Linked DNA regions of Rattus norvegicus: region 2 is linked to region 1. A link is a contact called in public Hi-C data. All regions are on one chromosome and are shown on one strand. The core of a region is the stretch at or near the end of the contact, and the rest is flanking DNA. Distances in the headings are between cores, read along the strand shown.

Region 1 (3,246 bases), core at 98-2,597:
ACAGTGTGGTTGGGTTTCAGATATAGGACATTTCTGTTGTCCTAATCAAGAATATGTGAGTGCTCAGACCCTTCCTGCATTGCAGTTTGATAGTCCTTCACTTTTGTGAGGACGGAGGTGGTAAGAGACAGACGGTTGGTTGAGAGAGGTCTGACCAGATTTCGATGGAACAAGGAGCAGTTGAAGTAGTCCCTTCACTTGGGCCTCAGTTTTCTTACCTGCAAAGTTCAATGATTTGGGCAAGCTGACTTCAAAGATCTTTTTGATTGTACCCAAGGAAGGTCCTCTAAACCTTGGAGTCAGGATAAAGGCTGACTGGCGAGCTTAGGAGAGAGCGCGGTTCCAGCCCAACCTAGTGAGCGACCCCGCCCCGCGCCCAGCAGGCAGCCAGGGTAGCGCACAGCTTCCGCCCTCCACGTTGTTGTTCCTGATTTAGGCCACGCCTCCTTGGCCTGGGTTTCAGATGCTTCGCTCTTTGACTACTGGGGCCGGGGCCCAACAACGAGGTGGCCTCTGGAGTGGCACACTTTTTGTCTCCACCCATATCAAAACTGGTGGACAAAGAATTTAGAAGAAGGAAGACCTGGTTTTGAATGGGAGGGTGATGTAAAGCAGGGGATGGGCCTCAGCACGACTGCGGAATTCCCCCTGTAGGTGTCTCACCTTACCGTCACCCGGTGGCCCTATCCGCACCCGCTAATACGACCCTGAAGACACTGGCCCTTTAAACCCAAGGCTGGCGGCGCGGGGTGTCCATGTGGAGCTGCTCCATGCCGTGTTGTCCTGCCCACCCATTGGCGGGCGGCCTGGTGATGTAGCCTAATAGGATGCGAACGCACTGCGGGGGGAGGAACAGAGACAAAATCCGGAACGGGATCAGCTCTCCGGTCCCTCTGTCAGGACTCTAGCAGTCCGCTGTCAGCTCCGCCCAGGGGCGGATCCCGGGTGTAATTGCGACAGACCGGACGGCTGCAGGATTTAGGTCGTGTCTATGTGGGGTGTAGAGACCTGGAGGTTAGAATGTAGGTCTCCCTGACCTGTGTCACCACGTCTCAGCTAACCAAAGCCTTGGGCTTCCCATTCTTTCTGCAGGGCAGATCCCGCCGTGAATGCCCCAAGCACGCAACCCCTGTTTAACTTGTGGCTGGCCACGGAGAGGAGGGGCAAATAGGGAGAGCGGAAACAGCGCGGAAGCCTGGTTCCATCTCTCACCCCCACCCAAGCCACGTGTGCGCGCGCGATGGGCGGGGCTATCCTTGGCGCGACCCCGCCCTCAGTGAGACGCCGCGGCCCTGCGGGCGGGGGCTCCGGTCCGGGCTTTGGCTGCGGCCCCGGTGTAGTAGCGGGGGCGGCGGCCGGGGGCAGCGCGGCTCCTTCCCTTGTTGTGTGTGTCGGTGCCTCCTCGCCATCTTGTTGCAAAGCCCTTTCTTGTCGGCGGGACTCCGGGGGCCGCGGGGCGGGAGGCATCGGAAGAGAGGAAGAGGAAGAAGGAAGGAAGAAGGCAGTGCGCCTTTTTTATTTTTTGCATCAAAATTTTTTTTAATTTGCAAATTTTTATTTTGCAAATATTTTGGAGACATTGATTTTTCTCCCCGTGCTCCCCCGTTCTTTCCTGAGGAGTGCGCTGCTCCGCCCAGCCCTGTCGCCCCCCGGAGGTGATCCCTCCCTCCTGCCGGCCCGCCAGCCTGACCTGTGCTTGGCTCGCGGGCCGCAGCCTTGGCCCCGGCGCGCCCCCGGCTGCTCTCGGCGCGATGAGCATAGAGACGCTACTGGAGGCGGCCCGCTTCCTGGAATGGCAAGCGCAGCAACAACAGAGAGCACGTGGTGAGCGGCCCGGTTGGGCCCCTGGGGCACTGGGCAAAAGGGGAGGCCAGTGACCCCGATCCCCGAATTCACTGGAAATCCCAGGCAGGCCCCTTTATGGTGCGACCTAAAAAGCCGGGCACAGACTCCCCACAAGAGCTGCCATCCGGGAGGAGTGATGCGAACGTTGAAAATAATTAATGAATTCATTAACATGCAAAGAGGGACCCAGTTTCTGCGGGTACCACCCTAGCTGCCTGGCACCCCGTACACCTTCAGTGGGGGGCCCCTTAGTTGTGGGCGGGCGGCGCCCTCGCTACCATTGAGAATGTGTGAACCGGGGGATGGGGAGAGGGATGTTGATGTGTGGGGGTGGCAGACCCGCGTGTGCTTGCGTGTGTGCAGCAAGATGATGTGTGATGGGAGCCGAGAAAGAGCGGATGAACGGACGTGTACACGGGTGTTTGTACAGCACACGAGTGGGCGTGTGCGTAACTGGGTGGGGGTGGGGAATACTCTACGCGGATCCGCTCTTCGGATTCCCTGGCCCGGGCTAGAGGGTGCGGGGAGCGCTCCCGGCAGATCTACGCGCTGCTTGGGGCGGAGGCGGCCTTTGCAGAATGAAATGACATCGCGTGTCTTATGATCCTGGCCAGCCCCGCCTGACCCCGCCTCCCAGAGCTGGGCTGGGTCGCACGTCTAAGGTTTGGCTGAGAGCTGCGCTGATTGGGTGCATGTGAGTGTCCCGCGGGTCGCTGGGGCAGCCCTAGGCCCCCCTGCCTTGCCCTGCTTTAGCCGGTGTGGAATGTGGCGTGTCTGCGCGTTTCAAACCCGCTCTTGGCTGGAATGTTGCGTGTGCCTGCGTCCCAAGCCCGTTGGTTACCCAGAGTGGTGATGTAAGCAGGCTCCGCCCCCGACCACGTGCACGGGGGACACTCCCGCTGGGGACTGTGAGGCCCGGCCCCTCCTCACCTCCTCGCGGTTGCCCGGGGGCGGGGCCTGGGCGGGGCTGGCGAGGGGCCTTGAGTCGGGTTGGCCTCTAGCTCTGGTTGCTGGCCATCTCCCAGGGAGAGCCTTTGCCCTGGGTAGGAGGAGCTATATTCGCCTCTGCTCTTGCTGAAGCCTCCTGTTTTTGATCCTGTAGCGAGGGAAATCCTCAGAATCTCAGAGTGACATCTCCAAGTAACATCTAACTGACCCACTAACGGTGTTCCTAGGCCCTTCTGGCAACACCCCGGCCACATTGGAATAAGCTCGCATAAAAAGGGCCAACTTTGGCGCGCTCTCATAGAGGCTAAAAGAGGGTTTATGAGACTGTCACTCATCAGCTTTGGCGGTGGTCTCTGGCCTTAGAGTGCCTCTGAAATAGGGAACGAAGAGGTCCAAGCGTCCGCTTTCCAGACGCTTGTGAGGGCCTCAGTTCTGAAAGTGTGTGTGCAGCTC
Region 2 (3,210 bases), core at 216-2,715, 320 kb after region 1:
AACAGCAGCCGAGGAGGATCAGCGGCCTCCGGGAGTGGCAGCCTAGGCCCGCTGGCCCTAGACAGAAGGAGCAGGAAGATCAAGGCTGTGGATGGAGAGGAGGCCAGGTTAGCCTATTTGTCCCAGACCCAGATGCTCCTGGGCACTGGAGCTGGGTGCTGGGAACTTCCAGGGAGAAATCTGTTAGGGCGAAATGACCCTTTCGGAGACTATTACCCGATTTAAGTAAAATGTCCGCTTCAGGAAAAGTCATTCAGGGCCGAAAAGTTTGCCCAAGTGGGGAGAAAAGGAGCCGATTTAGAAGCGCCTCCCGCCTCGAGAGAAGTTGCCCCGGTTAGGGGAAGTGATAAGGAAGACAGGAGCACGATGCCCATCCAGGCGCCGCCCTGGCCGGGGGCTGTCAGGCCTTCGTTTGGGCCCGCCGCCCCGGCACGGGGAGCGGAGACAGTGGCTGCGGTGGCGGGCAGAGCGCGAAGGCCGGGCCCCGGCGCGGGGAGGGCGTTATATCGGGGCAGGAGGCTGAGGCAGGAAGCAGGTGGGGGGGAGGGGGGAGCCACGCAGCTCCCAGGGGAGGGAGGGGGCAGCGCCCCGGGCGGGCACGGCGCACAGCCGGCTGCGGCCCTGACCCTGGCCTGCGCCCCACCCGCGTTCTGGACCCAGCCCGGGCCTCGGCTCTACATCTCTTCCCCAGCTCCCCTCCGCCCCGTCTCCCCCGAAACACTGCCGCCCCAAACTTGGGGAAAACTTTCCCAACTTCAGAAAGGGCGGGAGGAGCGCGCCGGCCCCAGCCCCTCTCCCCGGCCCCCAGTTTCTCCTCTGGGCCCCCAATTTCAGCAGCCTGGTGGCCGCGGGGACCCACACCAAACCTAAAGCCGCCCTGCCCTCCGGCGAGCACGCCCGCCCCTGTTCCCCGCCTGGCCCGCAGGGCCTCGCCGGCCCGTTACCTGCGGCGGCAGCCCAGCCCGGCTTCCCTCCCTGAGGCGGTGGCAGCTCCTAGCCTGCGCCCCACCCGCCCCGCTGCCAGGCGCCGAGCTGTGCCAGGGCAGCGCCCCTGCCAGCCCCGCCCGCCGGCTCCCCTTGCCTTCCCCTCTCCTCCCCAGCCCATGTGCGGGCAGAGCCGGCCCCGGGCCGCTGACCCCGCCGTGAACCCGGCGCCGAGCAGCAGTCGGGCCATCCCGAGTCCTCTAGGGAAGACACTTAGAGCCCCAAGCGCCAGCCGCGACTGGGGCGCCCACGCCTGAGGATGCTCCTGAGGCGGCCGGCGCGCGAGGACCGGACTGTCCCGGGTCCCTGGCCCTTCCCTGTCGCCAACTCCAGGACCCACCTGGGGGGCATGTCGGAAGCCCCGGGCCCGGCTGCCGGCGGATCCAGGGGGGGACGTGGCTGCAGTGCGCTGCCCTCCGCCCGCCGGGCCCCCGGTCGGTCTGTCTTGCCGGTCCGTCCTCCCCGCGTCCTGATCGCGTCTCAGCCCCTCCGCGCTTTTCGCACACTCTTATCTGGAGCGGCCCGAACCGGCAGACGCTGCTGCGGCCATGGCGCCACCTCGCGGCCGCGCGGGGCTGTGTACGGCTGGGCTGCGACCTCTGGCGCACACCTGGGCTGGAGGCTTGCAGATGCGGAGCTGAGCTGGAGATCTTGAAGGTTCGCGCGCTTCCAGATGTGCCCACCTGGAGACCCAGATATCGATCGGACCTGGGAGTCCCGTAAACCTTGGGGTTTTGTGCTGAGTGCTTCCGAGTACATATTTAAAAGTAATATTGCACCAATTCGGAAAAGGTTCTGTCTTCAAATGGGGAACTCAAGCCAGGGCTGGTGGCGCACTCTTGTAATCATCTTAGCATTCACTCGGGAGTTGGAAGCAAGAGGACCAGGAGTTCAAGGTCAGCCTCTACTACATGAGGCCCTATCTTTAAAAGGGGGATCGGGTTGGAACACTACTGACAGTATGTTGTGAGAGGGCGATTTTAGAAATCTTACGTGAGTTGAAGGTAAATAAGTTCGGAGCCGGACGAGGGTGGCTTTTATTAGGCATTTCTGAGCACCATTATTCACTTGAACTCACTGGGGAGAAAAATTCCAACTCTCCCCCAGACACATGTTATCAGTATGCATATCATAAACCGTCCACATTCAAACACTGTCCCAGCAGTGACACTCGAGGGTGCGCATGTTTACACAGGCAGTCCGCCCCTCTCCCGGAGTCCCAATGTCTTGGGCTTCTGAAGAGGCTAGTATGTGAAACAGGGAAGAGGACCTACCAAAGAGCCCTCCCCGAACTTGCCGGTCTCCAGAAGGACCCTAGAACCCTCCACTGGACGTAGCTGGACAAAGCCCCCTTGGGACATGCCTCTCAACTCCCCCACCCCCCATCTAAACAGTTTTGAGGGATCCTAAACTGTTCCAATACACCATTCGAGAGATATCACGAGAACCGGCGGCTTGAGACCCCCCTCAAAAAAAAAAATCCTATACGCCACATGAAGGAGGGCTCAATTCATGTTGGCGACGCCTCTTCTAGGAGGGAGGGGACCGTGCACCAGCTCTTGGGTGCTCACCGGAAATGTCCCTGCATAGCGGGGCGGAGGCACAAGCACCGTTACAGGCACCGCGCCTCCGTGGCCCACGCTCCGCCTCTTCCCCGCACCTCCTGACCCCCGCCCACACCACAGGGGGGGTCCCCCCAAACCGCCCACAGCTTCTTATTGGCTGTGCCTTCCTCCGTGGCCAAGCCGGAGAGGCTGGGGTGCAGAGTTACTATGGTAACCAATGAGGTTCCGGGGATCTCATCTCTCAGAGGCCTTGGAGAGCTTAGCAACCGCGCGGAGCTCAGGGCGGGTGGGGGCTGCGCTTGCCGCTCCCCACGCTGTCCTCGAGCCCCCACTCCCCCGCTTGAGGTAGTGGCTGAGTCACTCGCCCGGAGCCCGCCGGCCTGGCCTCTAGCTGTACCAGTGAGACACCAAGGTCTTGGGCGCCCCCTAGAGGCTGCGTTTCTTTGGCCGGGGACTTTAGCGCCAGGCCTAGGCTTCTGGTTCGAAGAGTCCTCAAGACTCACCAGGCTTTCGCGGCGGTGTGCTCCGGCTCCATCTAATCCACTTACTACGTTGTGTCTCCGAACAGTGTCCATACAAGACAAACACTGCAGTCCCACAGTGGGCTCCGCAATTTCTGAGCTCTGGGAGAACTGAACAGGGTCTCTGTCGACGGATATGC

The links. Hi-C and Micro-C count contacts between places; a contact is called where the count stands out from the background.
Region 2: a contact with region 1 is called in a Hi-C map of mammary epithelial cells, with 2.2 times the contacts expected there. The contact joins the promoter of Hic1 here to the promoter of Mnt in region 1. A contact is called at or near these places in 2 of 12 Hi-C or Micro-C datasets (Schwann cells and mammary epithelial cells).

What each region holds. Positions count from the first base shown.
Region 1 is chr10:60,196,612-60,199,857 of GRCr8, forward strand. It overlaps Mnt (MAX network transcriptional repressor), which reads left to right and starts at 1,348. Exons shown (of 6, transcript NM_001105807.2): 1 at 1,348-1,824. The coding sequence starts at 1,752.
Region 2 is chr10:60,515,980-60,519,189 of GRCr8, forward strand. It overlaps Hic1 (HIC ZBTB transcriptional repressor 1), which reads right to left and starts at 1,466. Exons shown (of 2, transcript NM_001422893.1): 1 at 1,325-1,466.